Regions from separate parts of the Gossypium arboreum genome. Here region 1 is linked to region 2. Evidence: chromatin contacts called from public Hi-C data. All regions are on one chromosome and are shown on one strand. The core of a region is the stretch at or near the end of the contact, and the rest is flanking DNA. Distances in the headings are between cores, read along the strand shown.

Region 1 (5,551 bases), core at 1,718-4,217, 210 kb after region 2:
AAGGTTTCATGAACCTAAAACAACATTATTATTAAAGAAACTGAAAAAAACCATGTCCAAACTTAACATTAAACCTAGAAACATCAAGTTTTGAAATAGATATAAATTTCCTAGAAATTGAAGGTACATAAAGAGTCTAAAATATGTATAATTGATAACCGGTATCCAAGATCAAATGATAAGTCCCTATGCATTCAATTAGAGCCTTTATATGGTTCCTCATATATAGGAAATCTTTAGTTGGGTTTGTGGTTTGGATCGAAAAGAATCTATGCATCATGTTGGAAATAATAATAGTAGCACCGGAATCAAACCATCAAGTATTATTAGGAAATTCAATTAAGTTTAATCTAAAACATACATAAAAAAAATTACCTTTCTTTTCGAACTAAGCTTTATGTTTATGGCAATCTTTTTTATTGTGTCCTATTTTCTTATAGAAGTGACACTTATTTGCCATTCATTCCTTTTTCTCATCATTAGAAACATTGATAGGCGAGTTTTTCTTCTTCTTAAACTTGTTGGTTTTTGCCTTAAGACCTTTTCTAGCTCCTTGACCCACAAGATTGATGGAATGACTTCCTTGAGTCTTTAGTCTTACTTCCTCTTGAACAAGCTTACTGGCTATCAGTAATATCCCACTTATCTTTAAAAATGTCATAGTTAGTTTGAAATAACCCATAACTCGGAGGTGAGCTTAATATGAACTGCAATAAAAAAGAGTCATCCACCATCATCCCTAAAGTCTTTAGCCTTGCTGCAATAGTAGTCATCTTGATGATATGTTCTTGCATTCCCTTCTACCCATCATACGTCATGATTGTGAGTTGTGTCATTAAAGTACCAGTGAGTGACTTATTCGCAAATTGGAAATGTTATCCCACAAACACAAGATATTCTTTCACACTTTCTATTTGTGGTCTTAACATTGTTGGTAGTAGTCATTCACAAAAAAAAAAAAAACCTCAATTTGATTGATCATTCCCATTTTATATGATATAACATCTCTTCTGTAATAGCAACATATTTATCTTCTAATAGTGTCAAATTAAGATCCAAAACATCTAAATGGAACTTGACTTGTTCACTCAATTCAAAGAAGTTTAATCCATTAAATAAATTAACATAAGAAGCTTACGAATGAAGAGAAATAGTTGTAAAATAATACACAAATGCTCCTCTTCCTCTAAGCAATTTTCTACACCTTAAGTTCAAACGAGATAATAGAGAGAGAGCTATGATAGCGATGTTTGTATCTAATATTCCGGCGTCCATGCATTGTAAAGGGTTGTGGGCTTTCTTCAGTTATCATGGAAAGGTGGTAGACACTTTCATTCCGGAGAAAAAAAGCAAAAGGGTATGAGATTCGGATTGTACGATATGCCAACTATTCGGATGCACGTAAGACGATTTCAAGATTGAATGGCTTCGTGATCCTTGGGAGTAGAATATGGGTAAGGGAAGCTAGGTTTAAAGGTAATAGGATGATTTGGAGAAGGGTTGTAAAGCATCAAAACTCATCGCATTCTGAAGAGTCTAATAAAAAAGGGTTGGATAATGTGGGAAGAGGAAAGGAAGGCGAAGGAAAAACAGAGGACTTGTGGAAACTGAACTTGGTTGAAAGGAGTTCAGGTGTTGGCTCGGGCCTGGTGGGTATGAAAATGGCGGGAGTTGTTCAATGTCATGTAGAGGATGAGCTGCTATGGAAATATAAAAAATGTTTGGTGGGAGAAGTGGCTTTGTTCTACGAATTGAAGAGCTTAGCTGATAGAATTACACGAATGGCCTTTGGTGATATTTGTGTGAAGAGAATTCAAGGGAATTTTTTTCTCATTGAGATTCAGGACGAAGAACTGCTTGAAATCTTGAAACAGAGGGAGTGGTCGTATTTGAAGGAGTTCTTCATTAATATCGTACCATGGTTAGAAATACTAGTGTTTTTTGAGAGAATCACTTGGATTGAAGTTTCTGGGGTTCCGATGCACTGTTGGAACTATGAAATGTTCAAGAGGATAGCTGGAAAGTGGGGTAACTTAGTGTCGATAGGTGAAAACGTGTTAGGAACAAACAATTTTGAGAAAGTGGAAATGCTTATTTCAATCTCGCAAGTTAAAAAGATCGATGAGATGGTTTTGTTAGAAGTGGGCGACGTTAGATTTCCAGTGAGTGTAAGGGAGGTAGGTTGGTCAGAGGACATTAAAAATAATGTTTTGAAGAAGCCTAGCAATCAGGCGGTGGTTGATGAGAGCGTGTTGGAATCAGAACCAACATTTGGCGTAGAGCCGGAGAAGGGGCTGGATGGAACTCGAATCGTCTCGTCGGAATCAATAATGGAAAACGCCATCGAAAATGTAAATAGAAAATGCCATAAAAAATGTAAGTGAAGGTAAAGCTTGTCAGAAGATGTCAGAGGAATTAATTGAAGGTGTCACTGGTGCTGTTAGTGTGGGAATTTTAGCCGAAGTTGATGTGTGGGTTAGTAGGCCGAATAGTGGAATGGACCGGGCATATGAGGATGTTGCCAACATGGGCCTGGTGTTGGGTTTGGGTCAAAGGGAGGGTCAAGTTGGGCTAGTAGATATTGACGAAAGATTGGACTCTCTTAGGTTTGAAGGGCATCTTACGGGCAGGGAAATTCTTCCTGTCGAAGATCAGATTTTCCCGATTGATAATTTTAATTTAGCAACTCCAGAAGCAAAGGATAGGGACATAAGCCAAGAGGTAGAAGAGGAATTTTACAACACTATTAGAAGTAAGAGGAAGAAGAGACAGTTTAATAAAAGAATTATGTCAATGCAAGCCATTCAAGACGGGGTGTTGTCTTCCAAAGAAATTCAAAGAAGAGATCGAAATAGAAGAAAGGGCAAGAGCAGCGCAGAGCCAGGAAGTGAAGACAAAGTGGTTAACCTCTCTTTGTCCGATTCAGAATTAAGCAACAGGAGAAAGGTTATTCTTAGAGAGGTGAAGCAGACCTGGGAAGTTGGGAAGAAATTGGGGCTTAGGGTGCTGGGAGAAGAAAGAGATGTTATCGAGGAAATTATGAGGCTTGAGGAGCAACAGTAAAGGAGGTCGGGTATAGCTGTACACATTTGCCAATCAGGTGAGTTTTTTCCTGTACTAAGATTGTGTGGATGAGTTTTTAATTGGGAAAAATGAAAATTGTATCGTGAAATATTAGGGGGTTGGGTTCTGATGGTAAAATAGTTGCGATTAATAGATTAGTCAGAATTCATAGGGTGAATGCGTGTTTTCTACAAGAAACTAAGCTTGAGAAAGTGTCAGGAGATTTAGTTAGAAGAATATGGGGCGAAGATTATTTTGAATTCTGATTTGTTGCTGAAGTAGGACGTTCAGGTGGTCTTATTACCATATGGGATAAATCAAGTTTTATAACGAGAAAGGTTTACTGTACTAACCGTTTAATTGTGGTGGAAAGGAATTGGTGTTGTGAGGGGTGGGAAGGGGTTCTGATTAATGTGTACACGCCAAATGGGTTGCTGGAGCAGAAAATTTTTTGGGTAGAAATATTAGAGGTTAGGGATAGGTTCACATATTTTTGGATTGTTGGGGGAGACTCTAATGCAATTAGGAACAAAAGTGACAAAAGTAATTGTGTAGGTTTATTAAGAGGGTCGAAGGACTTTTTGAGCTCTTTAGAGAGATGTAAATTGGTAGATTTGCCTTTGTTGAGGAGGAAATTCACTTGGTATGGCCCAGAGAATAAGAAGAGCAGACTGGATTGGTTTTTGGGTAGATGAAGTTTGGTTCAAAAAGTTCGAGGTCATTCAACAGCAGGGGTTAAATCATTCTGTTTCAGATCACATCTCGATTTTATTATCGTACAGTTCTGTGGAATGGGTCCAAGATTGTTTAAGCTTTTTAATGCGTGGGTTCATAACAATGAGTGTATGAGTATTATCAGAAACGAATGGGGTTTGTTGGGTAATTCGAATGGTAGGGTTTCAGGGAAATTGAAGAAACTCAAAGGTGCTCTTAAAAAATGGAATGGGGAAGATAGAGTTACGTTAGAGAGAAGGCTCAATGAGATTGAAGTTAGAATCAGGTGTCTGGATGATTGTAGTGATGTTAGAGAACTGTCAGAAACGGAATTGGAGGAATAAAGAATTTGAATCTTGAAATGGGAATGATAAATAGATTCAAAGAGTACATTTGGAGGCAGAAATCGTGAATGTCATGGCTGAAAGAAGGTGACTCAAACACCGCTTTTTTCTACAGAGCAATAAAGTTCAAAGCGAAAAGAAAAACAGTGTGTGGATTGAAAATTGAAATATGTGGATAAGTGATCCAATGGCTTTGAAGGAGAAATTGTTTAATTTTTTTTAGAAGGCATTTTAGCTGTCCCTCGAGGAAATTGAGAATGGATTTGGAGTTGAATTTTAAGAGGCTGAGGGATGTTGATGTTGCGAGATTGGAGAAGCCTTTCTCAATAGAGAAGATTAAGGAGGTGGTGTGGAGCTGCGATGCAAAAAAGGCACCGGGCCCGGATGGCTTTAATTTATGCTTTTTTAGAAAATGCTGGGGGATTTATTCGAGATGATGGTAAAATTTTTTAATACCGGTAAACTGGAAAAGAGTATTAATTCACCTTTTATTGCGTTAATTTCTAAAAACGCTCCATAGAGGTGTTCTGCTGGGTCAAGGACAAAGGTTGAGACCATGGTCGCCATTTTCTATCTTCCAAGGAGATTGATTTAAGGGTGTCTAGCATTGAAAATGTTTCAAGTGGAAAAGCATGGTAATGTGATGGCTTCTGCGTTGGCGGCTGCTGGTCTGAAAAGGCAGGGCATGTTTAAGGCATGGTGGTGATTAGTGTGTTTGTTTTCGTCTGAGTGCAGTCTGGATGCAGGCATTTTGCAGGGGTTTTTTAGCAGTTTGTTTTGTGATTGTTAGGGGTGTATTTGAGCAGGTTTTTATCTGTTGGTTGTCTGTTTTGTTGGTTGGGACTTGTTGAGTGGTAGGGGGGTTTTGATTACTGTGTTGTGTCTGCGCATTTGTTTTTGTTCTCAGACTTTGTGCTGGTTGTTTTTATTTTCTTCAGCTTTGTATGCTGTTGATTTGATTAAGCGAAAAAAAATATACACAAATGCTCAAATATTGAATTCAAATATGCAAACAATCTAAGTATATCCTAGTTTCTCTTTGGGTGGCTACTACAATATACTATCATAAATAAATGCTAATAACCTTAATAGGAAAATAAATAATTTTCATCAAATATGCAGGTTGTCTTTGGATATTCAAATATATATAACAAAAATATTAATTTGTTATCAAAATTTTCACTAATCATAAAATAAATAATCCACCTTTGAACAAATTTTGAAATTCTAATGAGCAGTGAAATTCATCTTTCCACTTTTTCATCATAAACATTTAATTAATTAGTTACATGTATACTTGAAATCTAATTCAACTACTTTAATAACAAATTATATGTATCAAATTAAAATATTCAACTTCAAACATAAAACTTTTAATTCCCTTGAAACTCATAATTTGATGTATCCCAACTTACGGAACAACACTATAA
Region 2 (6,042 bases), core at 2,727-5,226:
TTTTTAGCTTTAAGCATTAATACACGTTTTTGCTTACTTTTACATCCTTTTGAGACCCAAATTGGCCAAATGTGCAATGGGAAACCTAATGATGTGATTGAGTTGGTGTAGAGAGATGATAAGAGTTTAAACTTGATGAGAACATCATTCAAAGTGGGTGTAGCGACACCGATGCCATGGGCTTCATATTTATTTTATCAAAATGTATGGAAATAGTATGTAATTTTTGTTTTGATATTAAATGTTGTAAACGTATTGTGTTAATGAAGAGAATGAGAAGAGGAGAGAACATCAAGTTGATGATAAAGGAAAAGAAATAACAAAGGAGTGAAGGAAGAAGAAAGGAGGAAGGGATTCACTCTAAGTAATTTTTGTTGTAAGTATATCAAGAATTTTACTTATTTGATTAAAACCTAAATGGAAAATTTTGATAAATTGGTTTAGTATTATATATGAGATTTATTTACATATGAAAATGATGATATGTTTACGAAATTTATTGGAATGTGATATTGTATTCTTATTATGAATTGAAAAGTATATATGTAGTGAAATTGGTGAAAATGACTAAATTGCAATTAGTGTAAAAGTTAGATAGATGAAATAGATGATGATATGATGTGTTTAAGTGAGATGTTAAATGTTGATAAAATAGATGCCATGTGAAATATGATGAATGGTTGATTCTTTATGAACAAGGACTAAGTTGTAAAAATAATAAAATTTGAATTGTTTTCTTTGTTGAGAAAATATAAATAAATTGTATAATTTAAATGCCTAAGTAGAAAAAAATGAGAACTAGTAGGATATAAATGGCATGCCATTAGGAAAATTTCTATGCACGCAAGTGTTAGTAGCACTTCGGTGCAAAGTGACCTCCGCACATTCGTGCAGATAATAGTGGCACTTCGATGCAAATCATAAACATTTGAGCAATAGATTTACATGGTAAGTAAATTGTATAATGATATTATTAGTAAGTATCTTATAAATTTGTTCAATTGAGGTCTTATTATAATTATTAATGAAACAAATTTCATGCATGATGGTGTTAATTCATGAATTTTATACCTATATATATAGGTAATAGTTTGACTTATATTGCAAAATTTAATTCTTGATATGCTTACTAAGCTCACATGAGCTTAACACATTTCTTTCATACGCGTAGGTGATAATTGGTTTGAAGATCTAGAGTGAAGGTTGTTTTCCTAATTAAGGCTTGGAAGAGAGTATGAATCTAAACTTTTAGAAATAGTTCATGGCATGTACATACGCTCATGGTATCAATTTTGTAGATAAACTTTCATGGAGACATTTGATAGTATTTGATCCTCCATGAAAATTTTGTAAATTTGGACTTGTTTAATTAAGTTTTAAGTAAAATTATATGATGTTTTGATGAGGAATCATGTTTGAAAATGTTTTGGTAGTGATATGGAATGGTTTATGATTGTTTAAACTTGGTTTTAGATGATTCAAACATGTTCCAGGTAACCTATTTTCAATGTTGTGACATCCAACCTTCAATCACGACATCTGAAGCCAATGTCGTGACATTGACCCTGTTTATCCTGTTTTGATTTGAATAAGCCCCGATTATAACCAAACATTAGGGAAAGCATAGAAATAACTTGAATAACTTCAAAGGAGTTCAATTATGTTAAAACACAGTTTTAAAATTTATGAACAAATTGGAGTGATTGTAGTTGCTTTGATAATAAATGTGACATCTCTATACCTTGACCCAGGGATCGGGTCGGTTATGAGGGTGCTACAATTTATCCCAAAGAGATTAAGGATACGCTATGAGAGTATAACACTTATGACAAGGTCACTGGACGAACGTTGATTGAGTAGCTTTCTTAATGGTATGTAATTAGAGAGAGCTTAGTCACGATACTATAGTGGAATAACTTTGTGACTAAATGAGTTTATAATTAATAAGTGAAAAGTTGGAATCTAATTATAAATCATTTGAGCCCTAATTATATATTTCCAATCGATCCCTCCGCTAGCTCGTTAAAACAAGAAAGATATTGCATCTAGAACCAAATAAACAAAAATAGATAAAACTTATAAAGTCAGAGAAATGGGTCACATTCTCAAATGAATGTGTTTTCTCACTAAGTATAGAAATGACTTGATAATTAATTTAAATTTTGTGAATTATTATTTAATTAAATAACTGAAGTTCGAAAATAGAATTAAATTAATTAGTTATCGTGAATCCGTTAAATATGAAAATTAAATATATTTTATCATAAATTCTTTTACGGTAAAGTTATCATGACTTTAATGGAATTAGAATTGGATTGAGAAAGTTATTTAATTGGAAAAATTAATTTATCTAATTAAATTAATTAATTAATAATATTTATTTTGGAAATAGAAAAACATGTATTGAGTTGAATAAAAGTATAAAGTGCGTTAAAAGTCCAATAAGCATATATAATTAGACCCAATACAAGAGAGACCCAAATTCCCCTTATATTACATATGATGGATGACAACCATAGTTTACTTAACTAGAAACTGATTTTTCTATTAAATAAATATTATTTGTATTTTACTAATTCAACCAGGATTCTCTTATCTTTCTCTATAAATAGATAATAATATTAGAGTTATTTTCACAAGTTACAACACAGGTTTCACATAACTTTGAGATATTGTTATTTTGGCAGAAAGTAGAGAGAATTTATTTTCTAAGTATAAATTCTATTTTCTTAGAATAACGATTTTGCTGATTTCTATTGAGAGAGAATTACTTTCCTACTAAAAGTGATAAATTGTTTCTAATTCTATGTTTGATTCGTGTTTGTTCGAGCCCACACTCGAAGAAATTTGTGGTATGAGAATAGCAGAAAAGATTGTTTGGTTGAAAGTTGGGAACATCTAAGATCTGTCTCACACAAAGCACAAGTACTTTTTGGGAAAAACTTATTACTATAAATATCACAAACTAACTCAGGTTTCAAAATTTTAATTCTCCGCTGTGATTGAAAATTATTTTTAAACCAAAATTTTTCAACAGTAACGATACCCTTGCCCTAACTTCTCCAAGTTAAGTTGTTTTTCTTCAAAAGGTTCCAAACGACCTTCGCTTGCAACTGAATTGTAGGGGATGATCGAAAATGGTTTAAATTACCCCCAAGTGACCCTAATAAGATAAATATTATATGAAAAGGTTGAATTTCAAGTTTAAGTGGCTTAGTGTTCAAATGTGACATCCTTTGCTTGAGTTATCAGTTTATCCTAGATAAGGAGTGTTATAGTTCGACATGCGTCTCCCCTTAAAAATGTAAGGTGCTTTACCATTACATCCAACACTTGTTGGTACAGTATGAGTTAGGAAGTGAAAAATTTTAACTCCACAAGTGAGTTTGAAATTTTGCCACTTATCCTATTTATTTTTAAAATTTTTAAATACGGTTTAAAGATTCATGTCAAAATCTCAATCCCATAATAGAGAAAGAGATGATGTATGGAGTATGGAGTATTAAAAAGATATGACATACCAAAGAACTAACGACCGAGGTTGAAAAGGAAGATGTTCAACTCAACTCCATGGCCCCCAAACGCCTTATTTTCAACATTTAAAGTGGCTTTGAAGGCCTCAGGAACCGACCAAAAAGCATATGTTTTTCCTTTGCAAAATAAAGATAAACTAATCCCATTAGTTATGGTCTAGAGATCCCATTAAGGTAGCAATTAAAAGGTAAAACTTTAAAGTTACTTTGAAGTTTAAAGGAAAGAAGTTGAAGAACAAAATAGTAATTAGTAGAGAATGAAACCGGAGGTTCTAATGCAGGGTCTGGGTCAAAAACAAAAGAGAGCACCTTCTCTCATTCATAAAGATTATTCTTCTCTTGTAGGGTCTTCATTTGCATTATCTTGTATTATTACTACGGGTCAATTATGATATATCGACTTCGACAATATAGGTGGCAGGGGTTTGATCAATACTCAGAGTTGAAGCATTGGACAAATTAAATCCATAAAAATCAATGCAGCCATGCACCCAACATAGCACGTGCCCACAGCTTTCATATTTATATATTATTTAAATATTCATATTTCAATATCCAACGAGGTGGTTGCAGAGGTTGTAATTTATTAAATTGAATTCACCAACCCTAATCTACGTGAGTTTGTATATCAATAGTTGAGTGATATGTTTTAAGTGCTAGTAATTAGATAACTTTCAAATAAAATGGTTGGGAAATACTTTGTTTTTTCAACTACAGGGATGACATGATAAAAATGGTGCACACCTATTAGTTTTGAACAAAATGACGTCGGTATCAACACAATTACTATATTCCCAATGTAATTAAAGCATGTGTTATATAGTAATATACAGCTATCTTCTTGATCTAACCAATCCTAAATTCATAAAATGAGTTTATTCTTGATAAATGGTCCTAGATCATTAATATCATTTGTAGTCTCTATGATTGAAAAAAAAAGCTCAAATTATTTTTTACAAATAATTTTAAATTTGACCAAAAACTTTATTAATATCATTACTATTTAGTATGAATTTTGAAATTTTAACCACTAAAAGATTGAAATTTCCATAATATTTTCGTTAGAGACGCACTTTGGGCAATTACCTTTATATATTTTGTAAAGAAAGGAGGGTGAGAAGAGAAAACAAAAGAAAGGCCCCAAATCACACATGAAAAGGCAAGAAGAGAAAGCAATAACTACAAGCTATATAGGGCAAGATATGAGGAGCGGGACCTTATTGTTGTGTTAAGAAGGAAAGCTAAGGGCCACCCTATAAGCTGTTTCCTTTCTCTATTTCAGAAGAGTGGGAGACCAAAAGTGTTTGGCGCAAAGCACCAGAGTGATTGAATTGAATGGCAAAGATGCATGTATGGCCATGAAGTAAATGACAAAATCTCCATTTGTTCCTTTGTATTTGATGAGGGGATAGGTCATGTTCACGGGGCAAACTTTGCCAATATATAGCCTTAAAATAGCCGACAATTGGAATAATTGGTAGCCCATCTTATTTGCGTTATTGGAAACCAAGTTCCAATTTTAGCGACTCCAATCCAACTGATTTGCACACCATTGCATAGTGCTAATATAGATAGATAGATGAAAGATCATTAAACGTATTTGATCCTTCAACTTTATAAAAAAAAAAGTTATTTTAGCCATTCATTTAATTTATTTTTTTAGTCTTTAAATTTGTATTATTTATCAAGTCACCCCAAAATCGATAGAAAAATTAACGACTTTTCACTTTTTAACATGCATCCACATGGTAGTCTACGTGTATGCCACATTAATAAATAAATAATTTACTAAATTAAATGTATTTTTATACATTTAGTAATTTTATTTTTTAAAATAATTTTAATAATTTTAAATTTTTAAAATTTTAAAATCTAAAAAATTAATTAATTGTTGATGTGGTATCCATGTGGCAATTCATGTATATGCCACATCAGCAAAGTGAACTAATATTAACTTTTCCATCCATTTTAGAGTGGTTTAACAAACAATACAAATTTAAAGATCAAAAGAGACAAAAAAATTAAATATAATGCTAAATTAATTTTATTTATAAAGTTGAAGGGTCAAATAAGATATTATATCTTTAGTTAACTCCATCTAATTACTTCTTTGTGCATTTTACTCTTGTTTTTTGGTTGGATAGTTCGTATAATTGTTAAATATTTAAAAAGAAAGATGCATGGTTTTCATGATATCTGTCTTAGGGCCAATAAATTTAGATTAGATGAAGTTTACTCACTGTTTGACAGATTTTCCGTCAGAAATAGACAGCGGAGTATTAGCTATTTCCGACAAAAAATTCCGTCACTAGAAGGCCCTTAGATATATTGTCATTGTAAAGTTTTGATAGTAAAAGTGCACGTTTAAATGAAAATCAATTTCACCAATGAGTGTTAGGTGTAATAATATTTTAAATGGATTAAATTTTGAATTTTAAAAATGACATTATTATAATGAATAATCACAAACTTCGAAAGAAATAATTTTTATGGACATAAAATAGATATA

What was found. A called contact is a pair of places that touch in the nucleus more often than the background predicts.
Region 1: a contact with region 2 is called in a Hi-C map of leaf, with 2.5 times the contacts expected there. The contact joins two enhancer-like sites. A contact is called at or near these places in 2 of 5 Hi-C or Micro-C datasets (both in leaf).

Annotation. Positions count from the first base shown.
Region 1 is chr7:79,194,699-79,200,249 of ASM2569848v2, forward strand. No RefSeq gene overlaps it. Among protein-coding and RNA genes, the nearest start is that of LOC128295261, 68 kb to the left of the region's middle. Within about 2 kb of position 2,968, at least 2 of the 2 cell types and tissues checked have an H3K27ac peak or open chromatin away from gene starts, as enhancers often do. A contact at or near this core is called in leaf, where this site is marked.
Region 2 is chr7:78,986,750-78,992,791 of ASM2569848v2, forward strand. No RefSeq gene overlaps it. Among protein-coding and RNA genes, the nearest start is that of LOC108482050, 9.3 kb to the left of the region's middle. Within about 2 kb of position 3,977, at least 2 of the 2 cell types and tissues checked have an H3K27ac peak or open chromatin away from gene starts, as enhancers often do. A contact at or near this core is called in leaf, where this site is marked.